Linked DNA regions of Sus scrofa: all the other regions are linked to region 1. A link is a contact called in public HiChIP or PLAC-seq data. All regions are on one chromosome and are shown on one strand. Each heading gives the region's core, a stretch centred on a gene start, on an enhancer-like site or on the middle of the called end of the contact. The rest is flanking DNA. Distances are from core to core; before and after follow the strand shown.

The links. HiChIP or PLAC-seq counts read pairs in DNA pulled down with a chosen protein or histone mark.
Region 2: an H3K27ac HiChIP or PLAC-seq map of alveolar macrophages shows a contact between it and region 1. The contact joins two enhancer-like sites. A contact is called at or near these places in 2 of 47 Hi-C or Micro-C datasets (embryonic fibroblasts and fetal skeletal muscle) and 1 of 2 datasets of contacts at active chromatin or transcription factors (alveolar macrophages).
Region 3: a contact with region 1 is called in an H3K27ac HiChIP or PLAC-seq map of alveolar macrophages. The contact joins two enhancer-like sites.

Annotation. Positions count from the first base shown.
Region 1 is chr2:91,183,698-91,188,590 of Sscrofa11.1, forward strand. No RefSeq gene overlaps it. Among named protein-coding and RNA genes, the nearest start is that of TMEM167A, 170 kb to the right of the region's middle. Within about 2 kb of position 2,659, at least 13 of the 83 cell types and tissues checked have an H3K27ac peak or open chromatin away from gene starts, as enhancers often do. A contact at or near this core is called in alveolar macrophages, where this site is marked.
Region 2 is chr2:91,787,505-91,792,397 of Sscrofa11.1, forward strand. The region is part of intron 12 of VCAN (versican); the gene reads left to right. Among named protein-coding and RNA genes, the nearest start is that of VCAN, 90 kb to the left of the region's middle. Within about 2 kb of position 2,992, at least 7 of the 83 cell types and tissues checked have an H3K27ac peak or open chromatin away from gene starts, as enhancers often do. A contact at or near this core is called in alveolar macrophages, where this site is marked.
Region 3 is chr2:91,768,226-91,773,118 of Sscrofa11.1, forward strand. It overlaps VCAN (versican), which reads left to right. Exons shown (of 15, transcript NM_001206429.1): 8 at 1-4,893. Among named protein-coding and RNA genes, the nearest start is that of VCAN, 71 kb to the left of the region's middle. Within about 2 kb of position 2,021, at least 3 of the 83 cell types and tissues checked have an H3K27ac peak or open chromatin away from gene starts, as enhancers often do. A contact at or near this core is called in alveolar macrophages, where this site is marked.

The sequences.
Region 1 (4,893 bases), core at 1,409-3,908:
AGCGTTGCCATGAGCTATGGTGTGGGTCGCAGAGGCGGCTCGGATCCCGAGTTGTTGTGGCTCTGGCACAGGCCAGCAATTACACGTCTGATTAGACCCCTAGTCTGGGAACCTCCATATGCTGCGGGTACGTCCCTCAAAAGACAAAAAATAAATAAATAATAATAAATAAAAAGTTCTTTTAAAAAAAAGAAAGAAAGCATGCCGGAATTTTATAAAATAACTTCAAGCAATGTCCTAAATTTCCACTAATAAATTTTGAAGGGGAACTTCTTCTAGTGAATTATACTGTGGGCCTCCTCTCTCAGTTGGGCGCCTGAATGAAAAGCAACTATCAGTTGAATAATAGTTTTAACAACTAAATTGCCCAGTTTTGAGTTTGGGACTTAAAACTGCTCTTTTATTTTTTGTGGTATCTAAGTCATACACGCTTATGGCAAATGATTATATTTGAAGGAGTGAATGCACAGATGGTAACAATGAGCAGTTGACTGGATCATGAGCTTATTTGAAGAATTCTGAATAGCTCTGTATGTGCTTGCATGTTCCCAACATATTCCCTTAGGAGGACACAACAAAACATTTTCATATTCTAATTCTCACTCCGATTAGCATTTATTAAGCGCTGATGCATGCAAAGCACTGTGCTAGACTCTAGAGTTGAAGCAGGAAAGGAAAAAGATACACCATGTAGTGACACAAGGTCCAACCACTCAAGGAATTGCACATTTCAGTGGGAGAGATAGACTCTTACACTGCTAATACAAGAGGTGATGGAATGAGGAAGCTCTTAATTATGTCAAAATTATTGAAATTACTAGCTTCAAATGACTAAGTTACAGCATCGCTGTTCTAACCTTTCCTGAGATAGGGTAGGAGGTCAGTACAGAGAGAATGAAAGAGAATTAGAACTCCCAAGTAGAAATGAGCTTGGATCTGACAGCATGTGGGATCTTCTGACCTTTTTCACATCATGGCATATTATGTAAAGAAAACCAAAATTTCACTTTTATGAGGCATCAAGGCAAAAGGACTTGTGCTGGAGGAGAATGAGGCACCTGTGATCCAGGTCTTGTCCAGCTTCTTCCAAGTCACACCTGGAGCCAGACATACCCATGCAAAGCTCTGTACATCCCAGACAGACATGCTGCTTACATGGTTTTGCCCCCTGGGGAGCCAGAAACATTTAACATAACATGAAAGAATGTTGTCCCTGCAGAGCCACAGTCTGTGTGATGCAGCATGTTCAGCAGGGCAAGCTGCTGGGACGGAACCCCAGGCAAAAACTCACGAGTTCACATGACCCTGGGCAGGTTAGCTCCTGCCTCTAAATTTAGGGAAATGTGTAAATTTAGGAAAATAATATGTAGTAGCCTGTTGAGCCATGTTGGGGCCTGAAACAAAGGAAGAATATACCTTCTTCTCTATATGTATCAAAATACTGTCTCCTATTTTGAATCAAGTAGAAAAACTCCAGTGAAAAACCGTGCCTTTATATAAAGCTCTGCGTTGCCCAATCTGCGCTTACACCATTACCAACCCTAATCAACTGCTAGTGGGAGACGTGCTGTTGGGTAATAGTACAGGGTTGTAAAACACACAGCTCATTTTTATTTCAAATTATGTTTTATTCTTCATGGAGTTTGGGTAATCATTTCATATATATATATATATATATATATATATATTTTTTTTTTTTTTTTTGGCCATACCCTCAGCATGCAGAAGTTCCCAGGCCTGGGACCAAACCCACACCACAGCAGTGACTCTAGCCTCTGCAATGAAAATACTGGATCCTTAACCCATTGAGCCACAAGGGAACACCTCATTTTCATTTTTTTAAAAAATTACATTAAAATACTGTTTTTGGGGGGGTACTTAGATTTTGATGAACCCCTTAAATTTCGCTCCTGTAGTAAATTCATCATCTGCCTCACCATGCTAATCCTGGTCCTAAAAAAAATAGGGACTTTGAAGGACTATTATCTTAGGAGAAAAGATTGTAAAATACCTTCACAAAGTCAGTACTTCAGAAGAGGAGCCCTTGCTATCTTATTTTTACAAGACCTGCAGAAACTTTACAGCCATTGCAGGACATGTTGGCTGGAAATCCTTAAAGCAGCAGTGTGAGAACATGCAGCTTAGTAAACAGGCTTCAAAAGATGGGCAGTGAGTTCTGAGATGAGCCCCCAGATCCTGCTCCTCAAGGAAATGTTGATTCTTAGCCAGAATGTGCATGGGAAGGGGACTGGCCCAGCTGGGATGTCTTCTAAATTCTGGGGAATCCCGTGTGGATCCCAAGCTACATGTCCGCCTTTCACTTTACACCCTAATGATTATAGTCAGGGAGCTCTTAGGCTTTGTCTGCACTAAAAATGGTCTTAAATACTGAGTTGGATCCATAGACTTCTATAAAAAGCTCTACTTATCTCCTTCATGTTCAACAGAATCTTGACAGCCTGCTTGACTGTGCTGGAGGCTTTCTTTCTCTCCAGCTAGGGAGCTCTTCTCTCTGACCCAATGTGGAATCTCAGTGGACAGACCCAGGGATTTTTCAATTCCCCTTTGGCAGGAAGAACAATTTCCCGCTACTGCCCCAAAGCCCAGAGACTCTTTCCCCAGAGCCAGGGCTGCAACTTGCCAGCTCTCCTGTTGAACCACCTGACCTGCAATAGTGTGAAGCTGCAGAAAAGAAACTGATGTGAAACATCACTTCCCTCTGCTCTGAGAATATATTTGGGGGAGAATTTGATGGTGAAAGCACCAATGTGCAGTTAAATTCCACAAACACTGAAAAATTAGAAAGTTGACTGCCTCTAACGACTTCCATTTTTTCTGTAACTTGGTGTCTAGGAGAACAACTGCAGGATAATTTTGCAATATGTGCTTTCCAGTTTAAAAAGGGAAATAAATAGATGACTTGGCTTTTCATTCCCTCCCTGAGTAGTTTGCAGAGAAGAGGGGGAAAAAAAAAACAAAAAAAAAAACAGGCAATTCAAAATTGAAAAAATTTTAGTCATCAAAAGAGAAAGTGCTTACCAAAGAATGGCCTTGACAGAAAGTAATATCTAGACACAACACAGGGCTTCTCACTTCTGATGCATTTGGAGCCTAAATAGTAAAATAGGCTCATTCCCATTTCACCTTGTTTCCACAGAGATCAGGCTGACAAACAGCCTGTCACCAACAGTGATAGCCCTTTGTCTGCCCTGGATGCTGAGGGCTCTGTGAGCAAGAATGAGCAAATGGGAGACAAATGTTAGCTGCTGATTTCATTCTCACTCAGAACCATCTCTCTCACTTCTGAGTCACTAAGGAGCTCTGAGATTTGCCTCAATCTGACTCACTTTACACTCTGGCTTTTCTTTTGTCTACTTTTCCCTCTTGGTGTGCCGTAAAAATAAAATGCACTACGAGCTGTTGCTGTGTTCCTCATTAGCTTGTTTAGATTTTAATTCAAGTTCCTTTTATTTTTTTCTCTTAAACAAAGGCAGTATCTGTACTATCAACTGTGTCAACAATATGGAAAGACAGAAAGCCAAAAGTGGAAAAATATTGCTGATAATCTCATCATCAGAGAATCTCCATAAGGAGTTCCCATTGTGGCTCAAACCCCCCGACTGGTATCTGTGAGGACGTGGTTTCCATCCCTGGCCTTGTTTAGTGTGTTAAGGACCCAGCCTTGCCGTGAGCTGTGTTGCAGGTAGCTGACGAGATTCGAGACTCGGATCCTGAGTTGCTGTGGCTGTGGTGTAGGACAGCAGCTGTGGCTCTGATTCGACCCTAAGCCTGGGAACCTCCATATGCCAAGGGGGTGACCCTAAAAAGACAAAAAAAAAAAAAACAAAAAACACCACAAGTAACATATTGATGAAACTTCTTCCAGATTTTTCCCTATCTCCCCCTCCTTATTTATTTATTCGCTTTCCATTTTCTTCTCCTGATTAGATTACACAGAAAATTCCCAAATATTTGTTGGTGTTTTGTAGACTCAGCTACTCTGTTTTGTTTTTTTTTTGTTTGTTTTTTTGTTTTTCCATTTTGACTCTGAGAGGTCTATTGAGATGTGCTATGGGAAGGAGGGTGTGGAGTGGACAGGAAGTGGATCCATCTGCTGTAGAGCTGGAGGTTCTGGGTCTCCCAGTCCTCCTTTTACTAGACTGGTTTTTATTTTTTCCCAGATATTTGGGCTAATGTGTAAGATTTTATTAGAATAAAGAATTATGGAGTTCCCGTCATGGCTCAGTGGTTAATGAACCCAACTAGCATCCATGAGGACACAGGTTCTATCCCTGGCCTCAACCAGTGGGTTAGGATTGGGTATTGCCATGAGCTGTAAGTCACAGACGCAACTTGGCTCCTGTGTTGCTGTGGTGTAGACCAGCAGTTTCAGCTCTCATTCAACCCCTAGACTGGGAACTTCCATATGCCACAAGTGTGGCCCTAAAAGGACAAAAGACCAAAAAAAAAAAAAAAAATTATGTGGCCAAAACCCAATCAAAGTAAAACTTTACCTATTCTGTTCCATTTTCCTGTCAGGATAGGAGATTTTGACACTATGCTTTAGCAGCAGTCATTTTGGTGTGCCTGCACTGACACGACTGTTTTGAAGTGAGAGTGTTTCTATATGGCCTAAAAAGCCACCATTCCATGGGTAACTCATCCTCGAGTGGTATGACAGACACCCTCACCAAATTCCTGAGCCATCCCTGGGCCCTGCTGTTCTGTTCTGATGTCCCCTGTTGATGCCTCACTCCAGCCCAGAGAGAGAACAGGGTTCTTACAAAATCTCCTGTCATTCCTGGCTGTTTGTGTGAAATTCAGACACATCCTCTAGGACTAGGAGACTCCATGATGGTTGACCCTGACTTGCTACCAAGGGGCTGCCCACCT
Region 2 (4,893 bases), core at 1,742-4,241, 600 kb after region 1:
TTCCACTGTGCTGAGGCAAGCCAACGCAACTTTTTTTTTTTTTTCCCTATATCCACTCATTTTGAATGGACCGTACTGTGAAAAAAATAACCTAATTGCCATTTCCATAGTCCAGATCGGTCCTAAACTTGGCACATAAGCAGCCATTGATTGCACTTTGTCAAAGGAGAAATATTGATCTTCCTCTGAAATTGTGCTAGGAAGATAACACGTAACATAGATAACTCTACAACATCAACAAGAACCTTACTCTTAATTAACTCACATTTTTTCATTGAAACCTAAGGGTTTTGGAGAGAGCCCCAAGTATAAGGGCCTCATTTTGAAGAAGGCAGCAAATGAATTACATTAACATCAAAGTTTCTCAAAGAAATGACACAAGTAAATCCAGGAAAAACTTCGACAGCCCCCTGGTTTCTTCTTAATTCACTCTTTGTGTAAAATAAAAGTGTGCTAAGGAGTGTCCCTTAACTTTGAACATTTTGGAACAGATGAGACCATCTGCCCAACAGCCTGTCTCCCTCCCATCTGACTGATCTCTGGCCCACTTTCTGCTTTTCTAACCACCCTTGCCTCCATCCCTTCCTTTCGGAGACAGCCTAGGTGTCTCTTAAACTCGTTTGTAGTTCTTTCTACAGCCACCGTCCCCTTAACAGGTTCCATATGTGCTCAGGCCTTTGAATAAAATAGTTCTCCTTTGTTTCACTGTTTACTCCAAGTGTCTTGCTTTTGAAAATATCCCTGATAGTAAACTCTTCATGGGGAAGAGCAGTATCTGCTTACACTTGGGAACAGTGTTAACTGTGTGCAATTTTAAGGACTTTGTTTATGTTTTAGAGTGATTTCTCCCCTCCCCCCACCCCCATTTTTTTGTTTGAAAGGTTTACTAGAGCTTATCCTTCTTGGGAGGTAGCGCAGTATTAAAACAAAAAGAACCTTTGATATGTACCATATATGATCTTTTGTTATTTAGTCTTACAGTAAAAACAAACAAGTTTATATTAGGCCTCAATTTCAATCCTTTCTTTTCTTGAAATAGTTGGACACTGCTTCCAATAACCTTTCAGTATACCATGTGTGATATGATTATGATTTATAGCTAGGCTAATTCAATTTATAGGCTTACACTAAATGAATAATGCTGTTTCGCCAAGTTATCTACATTGCCCTTATTGAGATTCTGGTAGATTTCTTCCACATTATTGGTTTCTATAATAGGAGTTTGATATCATTATATAAAATTCCAAATTCTTATTTTTGTTTCATCTTTAAAATCTTTTTTTATTATTTATTTGGGGTGTTTACCCAATCAGTTTCCCAAAAGTGTTGCTCCTGAACAAAACTGAGTCTAGGCTTACCCTGTGATTTCCATTAAAGCTATTTCCTCTGAACACATTTCAGTTTTCACTCTGTCACTCAGTTGCCTACTAAGCAGTCACATTCTGGTTGGTTTTCTCCTCACCAGTCATTCTTTAACTTGGCTATTGATCTCTAACAGCAAAATGCCCCAAGTGCTTATTAGAAACCCTGACAAATAACTTCAATAATGAATGACTTTACTTGCCACCCAAGTAATGTCTTCAAAGACGCCAAGTTAAACCATCCAAGTTAAATACACATTAAAGCTGGCGAACTTAAACAAACATTTCTTATCTAGCCTCTCTACTATTAGCTGACTTTTAAGTTCCTTCTTTAACCTATTGTTAAATGAATGACCAGTCTGAAGTGTTCCCCCCATCTGTTTTCCAGTGTCTATGACCTTCCTGTCCCCTTGTTCTCAACTAGGGTTACTCCCTTTTTCATTCTGCAACATCTTCCTCTAGCCTTCAGTATAAAATTCTGTAATAATTAGTGGGGCATACCAAGCCCATCGGCCACTTCCCAAGGTGTGTCATCTCAAAATACTTGCAGTTCATGGAATAAGCCATGACGTTTTTCACTTCTCCCAGGGTTGCATCCATTAGCCCTTAGAATGTTTAGAATACTTAGAATGCTACGCTAATTTCTTACCCTCTTACCCTAATTTCATTTGATTTGTGTTTGAATACCTTGCTTAGTTGAGTCTTCTTCTTCCAGGAAGCCTTCCTAGCTGGATGTGACTGAAAGCTCCTACAGAGCCCTTTTGGTGACCTCTTCCCATTCTACCACTGACCCCTGTGGTGTTAATTTCCTGACCCTGAGCTTTCTGAGGCAGGAATTAACTTCCATCTCCATTTTTTCAGCACCTAGCAGAGTGGTTGACAAAAAGAGATATGTGAATGATAATCAATATCCATACATTGCTCAACCGACTCACTCTGTTACCTTTTGAATCTTGAAATGACCAAATAAGTCTTTTGGATGAATCTCTATATGACAGTTCTTGTTTATCTAAATTAATATTTTATTTATGGGATGATATGAGAAAAAGAATGTATAGACAACTGGGTCACTTTGCTGTACAGCAAAAATTGATATAACATTGTAAACTATACTTTAATTAAGAAAAGTAATTTAAAGTTGTATCAGTAGGAAAAACAATAAAACATAATAGGTGGCATTTCAAATAGGATGAAAAGAAAAAAAATGTTTCTCAGAAACTAAAATATGTAACTGAGCATAATGCATCTTACAAAAGTTATTAACCCAAAGGAAAACAGATGTTCCTACTGGAAATGATGATACATTTGTCCATGTGGTTGTCCCAAGAACATATACGCTTTGTGAAGAAGAAAGCAAACTTTTTGAAGGTTTGAGTTATATCAGGGCATATTTTTCATGCAATTTTAGGAAACTGACAGTTACTCAGATCTTTAGCTTTAAAAAAAACCTCATCATCCAAATGCAAAATCCAAAAGGAAACCTCACTCCTGAATGTTATCAGTTCGTTTCATTTTTTAATAGATTGCTTGACTCAGGGTGACTTGGTTGCCTAAGGTTAGACAGGGCTTCCTTCATTCATCCACTGTCTTGAGTCTGTTCTTTCAAGCACGGAGGAAGCCAGACATTAGGGAACACTATGCAATCATTTATGTTTCCCCATCTATATGCATCCTGTCAAAATCATTTTCACTATAGTCTATGGTCTTTTCAGCTACAGACTATAGGGTGTCCATGGACAGCACAGTTAGGAAGGTACTAGAAACTGTTAGGGATCTTAATCACACTACTTTTTCTAACACACCACCCTAACCAATGGTTTAGAGTAAATCTGTGGAGCTCAGAAATTTTAAAACTTGCTCCCTTCTCTCTCTGACCCCCAGGAATAAAATTCTCACAGGGGGAATTTTCCTGTGGCCTGTGTTGCTCCTTTCTGGCTTCTCTTAAGTGAGTTCCTGTAGCACTGTCAAAGCTCACCCCTCACCACTGGGACCGGATGCTTCAGTGGATCAGATGCAGTTACTTCAAAGGAAATGTCACCTTAGATTGCGTTGTCCAGAGGTTGAGGGTTGAATAGAACTGACAATCCAGTTCCCTTTTTAACATGTTGAAGAGCTTTAAAAACATTTGATTTGTAAGAAAAAAAAAAAATCCTAACTTTATCCTTATACATTTAAAAAAAATTTTTTTTCTACATCTTTCACATTTTCCTTCTGTCATCTCTGTTTGTGAGCACTCCATGTCACCCTGGGCAAGGCTGCTGGCTTGTCACCTTCCTGGAAAGTAGTCATAGCCTCTGACTCTCCTGCATCCTGTTTGGGGAAAACAGAGAGATATCCTTTCCTCCTTTCCTCTGCATTTGTCTAAATCCAGTCAGAAAGTTCTCAACAAGTTACTCATTCACAGATCCAGAAATGTTTTCTTTTCTAGCTCTAACTAACTTCTCTTGCCCCTTGATAATTACGATGAAGGTAGATTACAAAGGCTACAAAGGCTAGTTGATAGCCTTTTGTGCTTAAGTCCTACTTGAAAAAAATATTTCTGGGAGGTAACTGAGTTTTTTTTCATTTTGATAAACATGATCCAGCATTGGCAAACAGGTATACTTACCCACTTGCCCTCCTGGTCATGATGCAGAATTGATGCAGGAAAATTACCCACCTGCTAGTGGATTTGACTTTAAATCCTGACACCCCCCTCCCAGCCCTTTTCTTAAATAAACACATCAGCCTGTCAAGCAAAGTATTGTGAGAAAAAAAAAAAAACAGCTTTTAAAACCAATAGAAACAATAAAGAAATAGCCCTTAACCCAGGAAGAAACACTTAAAAGGAACAGAGAAAAGGAGTAACAAATCGCAGGTCATAAACCATTATTCTCTTTTCTGCAGGAATGTATCATTATTACCCTTTTATAAACACAAAGGTTCGCGTCCTCCTCCCTCTCCCAGATGTCCTGGACATTGAAAAGAGAATCAGGAGTATGAACTAATTCCCTGTGTTTTCTAAGCTTCTTTGTAGTTTCTTGGGTTGAAGGGATCGTGCATGATTTGGCTGAAAACAATGATGCAAAACAAAACCCCTAAACCGAAAACTGAAGTTTTACTTTTTCTACCTGAAAATCCTAGAAGACTTTCTGTAAAGTGTTTGCAGCTGGATGTGTGTTGGCTGTGGTGTGGTTTTAGCTCCAAGTCAAATGCTATTTCTCTGTGAACAAGTCACACTGCATATCAACATTAATTTAATTATATTAAATCTCACAGGCTTCATTTGATTAACCTACAAGCCAAGGAAAACATAGGCTGTTGTCCATCCTTTAACACATTATTCAGGAATAGAAGCGTTTTCAGTTTCTTTTCCGAAAGACCACTCAGCTCTCGGTGAAAATTTTCACTTGTGTTGCGGTTCAGTTTGGTTGGAAGTTAAGAGCTGCTTCTTCTGCTTCTACACATGACATGGAACGAGCCGTAGAGTCATTCTAGAACACAAAACCCCTCTCCTCTGCCCTTCCCTTACTTGAATGCAGGTGGCTGGTGA
Region 3 (4,893 bases), core at 771-3,270, 580 kb after region 1:
TCAGTGCAGTACATAAATGGGAAGCAGCTAGTTACCACTGTGCCCAAGGACCCAGAAGCCGCAGAAGCTAGGCGTGGCCAGTTTGAAAGTGTTGCACCTTCTCAAAATTTTTCAGACAGCGGTGAAAGTGATAGTCAGCAGTTTGTAATGGCCAAAACTGGCTTGTCTACTGCCATGCAACCTAATGAATCTAAAGAAACAAAGGAATCCCTTGAAATTACGTGGAGACCCGAGATTTACCGGGAAACACCAGAACATTTTTCAAGCGGTGAGCCTGATATTTTCCCCACAGCCCCAGTCCACAAGGGAGATGCCACAGAGGGGCCAGAATCAACCACAGAGACAAGCCCTGAACTTGGTGATCTGACGCATGAGCACACTGAGTCTGTACCTCTGCTTCCTGAAGAGTCTTCAGGAGATGCTGCCATTGACCAAGAATCTCAGAAAATAGTCTTTTCAGGGGCTACAGAAGTAACATTTGGTGAAGAGGCAGAAAAAATAATCTCTACCACATATACTCCAAGTACAGTTCCAAGTCCTATATCGGTATATGTTTCAGAGGATGAATCAGTTACCTTGACAGGAAATCCACAGCCTGATGAGCCGATGTCCACGATAGAAAGCTGGGTGGGAATGACCTCTAGACAAGTTGTAGAGTTCTCAGGGAGTCCTTCAATCTCAATTCTAGAAGCCTCTGGGGAAGCAGAAGAAGATAAAGATAAAATGTTTGTCTTGGCCACTGGTTTATCACAGAAAAATACTACCGATGTCCTCGTTACTTCAGACACAAGCAAGATAATGATCACAGAAAGCCTTTTGCATGTTTCTGCAACCACCTTGCATTCAGTTTCTGAACCACCTTCTGCAGTAGTGCCTACCAACTTTGTAAGGGAATCAGACACTTTTGAGGGGGTTTTTAGTACATCTCTTGAGGGGAAGACAAGGGAAGATGAGGAGAAGGGAACTACAGGTACAGCTTCTACAACTGAGGCACATTCACCTACACAGAGATCAGATCAATTAATTTTACCCTCTGAATTAGGAAACCCAAATGAAGCTACATCTGGTGATTCAGCATCTGCTGCCACGAAAAGTTTTACGTTCTTGACGACACCCACAGAGTCTGAAACGGAAATGACAAGTTCTACTCTTGTCTTTGCAGAAACAAATGTCTTAGATAATCTAGGGGAGCAGACCACAGAGCCCAGCAGTAGCGGTCAACCTGGGTTTGAGGAAGGGCTGTCCACTATCCCCAGTAGCCCCATCTCTCTCTTTATGGAACAGGGCTCTGGAGAAGCTGCTGATGACCTGGAAACTACCACTGTTTCTTCATTTTCATTCATCGTAGAGCCTGAAATTCAAACCAAAAAGGAAGCAGCTGGCACTTTGTCTCCACATGTGGAAACTATATTGCCTTTTGAGCCAACTGGACTAGTTTGGAGCACTGCAACAGACACAGAGGTTGCTGAAATTATAAGCCAGACATCCAAGGCAAACTTGATTTCAGAGATCTCAGGAGAACCAAGTCAAGGGGCAGAAATAAAGGTCTTGTCTACAGGTTTTCCTATGGAGGAAGATTTCAGTGGTGACTTGAGCGAATACTCAACAGTATCTCAACCCATAACAAAAGAAGAAACAGTAGGGCTGGAAGGCTCTGGGGATGCAGCATTTAAGGACACCCAGATTTCACCATCCATAATACCTCCTTCAGACCACACTATTCATGTAGCTGACTCAGAACGACCTGACAGCACCTTGGTCAGCACTTCAGCCTTCCCTTGGGAAGAGTTCACAGCCTCAGCTGAGGGTTCGGGTGAGCAATTGGTTGCAGTAAGCAGCTCTGTTGACCAAGTGTTTCCCAGTGCTGTGGGAAATATCTCTGGTACAGATTCCCCATTTACTGATCAAGGACTGGGAGAAAAAGGTGCTATCAATGAAACTGAAGAAAGAGCCACCATTTGGCCGACAGCAGAAGCCAGAAGTACTAAAGCTTCAACAGAAAAAGGGGAAGTGATGGTCGATGGCACAGTTTCAGTGGACTTCCCCCAGACCACGGAGCCAGACAAATTATGGCCCCAGCACGAAGTCAACCCTGTAACTCAAGGAATTGAAAGTAAAATAGTGTCAGAGGAAAAGATTCAAGAACAAAGATCTTTTGAGTCCCCTCAAAGCTCTTTAGCACCAGAACAAACAATTTTCGATTCACAAACCTTTCCTGAAACTCACCTCCGAACCACAGATGATTCTGTACTGACAACAGAGAAAACTTATGGTACTGATGAGGAAATGGAGGAAGGCATTCCTTTAGCTGATGTGTTCACTCCAAATCTAGATTCAAAGGGCTTGGAGTCGTATACTGTTCTCCCTGAAGTTACTGAAAAATCCCATTTTTCCTTAGCTACTGCCTCAGTGACTGCATCAGTCCCAGCTGAAAGTGTAATTACAGATTCAACAACCAGAGAGCCAGAAAGTGTAAAACCCATTCCCAAAGTTATGAGACCAGTAATAAAAGAGTCGGATACTGATCTTTTATTCTCTGGACTGGGATCAGGAGAAGAAGTTGTGCCTGCTACAGTATCAGTGAATTTGACTGAAATGGAACAAGTCATTAGCACGTTGTCTCCCCAGACTTCTCAAGGGGAAACTTTAGAAACCAGTATCTTAAACAATACAACTGAAGACCATGAGGGAATGGAATATGTGACAAAGGAACTTAGACCACTTGTTTCCAAAACAGACAGCAGTTTTGAAGATAGTGAGACAGCATCCGGCACAACCTCACTGGAAATTTTAAGTGACAACAGAACAGAAGGACCCTCAGTGGCACCTCTCACTTTCTCCACACACACTGAACATCCTCAAAATCAGACACACAGTTGGGCAGAAGAAATCCAGACTAGTGGACCACAGCCTATGACGGATCAAGTCTCCAATGAAGATTCTCCAACAGAAGAAATGAAAGAAACCGCAACCCCTTCCACTGATTTTCTGGCTAGAACTTATGGACTTGAAATGGCGAAAGGATTTGTTACATCAACACCAAAACCATCTGACTTGTTTTATGAACATTCTGGAGAAGGATCTGGGGAATTGGATATGGTGGATTTAGTCCACACTTCTGGAACTACTCAGGCAACTAGGCAAGAAAGTGCCACATTTGTTTCTGATAGATCCCTGGACAAACATCCTGAGGTTCCAAGTGCTGAAGCTGTTACTGTTGATGGATTCCCAACAGTTTCAGCGGTGCTGCCTCTTCACTCAGAGCAGAATGAAAGCTCCCCTGATCCAGTTAGCGTGCTATCAAGTACCATGTCATATGAGAGGTCCACAGAAGATGCTACAGATAGTGTCCAAGACCATTTTGGGGGATTTGAGGATTCCACCTTAAAACCTGACAGAAGGAAAGCCACTGAAAATATTATCATAGATCTGGACAAAGAGGACAAAGATTTAATATTGACAATTACAGAGAGTACCATGCTTGAAATTCTACCTGAGCTGACATCAGATAAAAATACTATCATAGATATTGATCACACTAAACCTATATATGAAGATATCCTTGGAATGCAGACAGACGGAGATCCCGAGTTATCCTCAGGACCACATGGCAGTAATGAAGACAGTACTCAGGTTCAAGAGAAGTACGAGGCACCTGCTAACCTCTCTTTAGCGGAGGAAAACTTTGAGGCCTCTGGTGATACTCCTCTGGCTAACTACATTCAGGCAACACACAACGAATCAATGACTTCTGAACACACAAGTCACTTAGATCACGTGAGCTCTGTCTTCACAACTGGGATCCCCTTCCTTAGCGCAGAAACCGAAGGTGATATCTTGCTTCCCACAGCAACATCCCTGCCCATTCCTAGTAAGTCTGCCACAGTTACTCCAGAGACTGGAGAACCAAAAATTGAAGCCAAATCCCTGGATGACACCTTTGAATCAAGCACTTTGTCTGATGGTCAAGCAATTGCAGACCAGAGTGAAATAATATCCACGGTGGGCCCTTTGGAAAGGACACAAGATGAGGATGAAGAAAAGAAATATGTGGGTCCTTCCTTTCAGCCAGAATTCTCTTCAGGGGCTGAGGAGGCACTGATAAATCCTACCCAGTACGTAAGTGTGGATACTACTTACCTGATGGCTCAAAGTTTAACAGAGGTACCTGATAGGCTGGAAGGACACAGTCCCCCAGATTCCACTGATCCTTCAGCAGTTTCAGCTTTTGCAAGGCTGTCCTCTCAGACACCACCATCCCCTCCATTCACTGTCTACTTAGGCAGCGGAGTCTCTGAATACTCAGAGGGTCCCCAGCCAGGTGTTCTGCCAAGTATGGATGCCAGCACATCTCGAACACCTCCAGGAAGACTTGCGGGTATTGAAACGACTTCCCAACCCTCAAGTGAAGAGTACTTTCATATAACTGAGCTCCCATCCTTATCACCTGACTCAGAATTAGAGCCTTCAGAAGATGAAAGTAAACCTAAATCATTAGAGCAGCTGGAAGCTTCTGCCACAGAACTAATTCCTCAAGAAGAAATTGAGATTCCCCGAGATTCCCCAAACAAAACCAGTGTTCACCTTTCTGGAGAAACAATCAAGGTATTTACCAGTATCAAAACACCTGAGGCTGGGACTGTTGTCACAGCTGCAGGTGAAATTAAGTTAGAAGGTGCTACACTGTGGCCACATTCTACTTCTGCTTCTGTGATTTATGGGGTTGAGGCAGGTGTGGTGCCTCAGCCCAGCCCACAGACTTCTGAGAGGCCCACCATCCCTTCTTCTCTGCAAAGAAATCCTGAAACACAAGCAGCTTTGATCAGAGGGGAGGATTCCACAGTAGCAGCACCAGGACAGCAAGTATCAGCGAGAATTTTTGATTCTAATAAT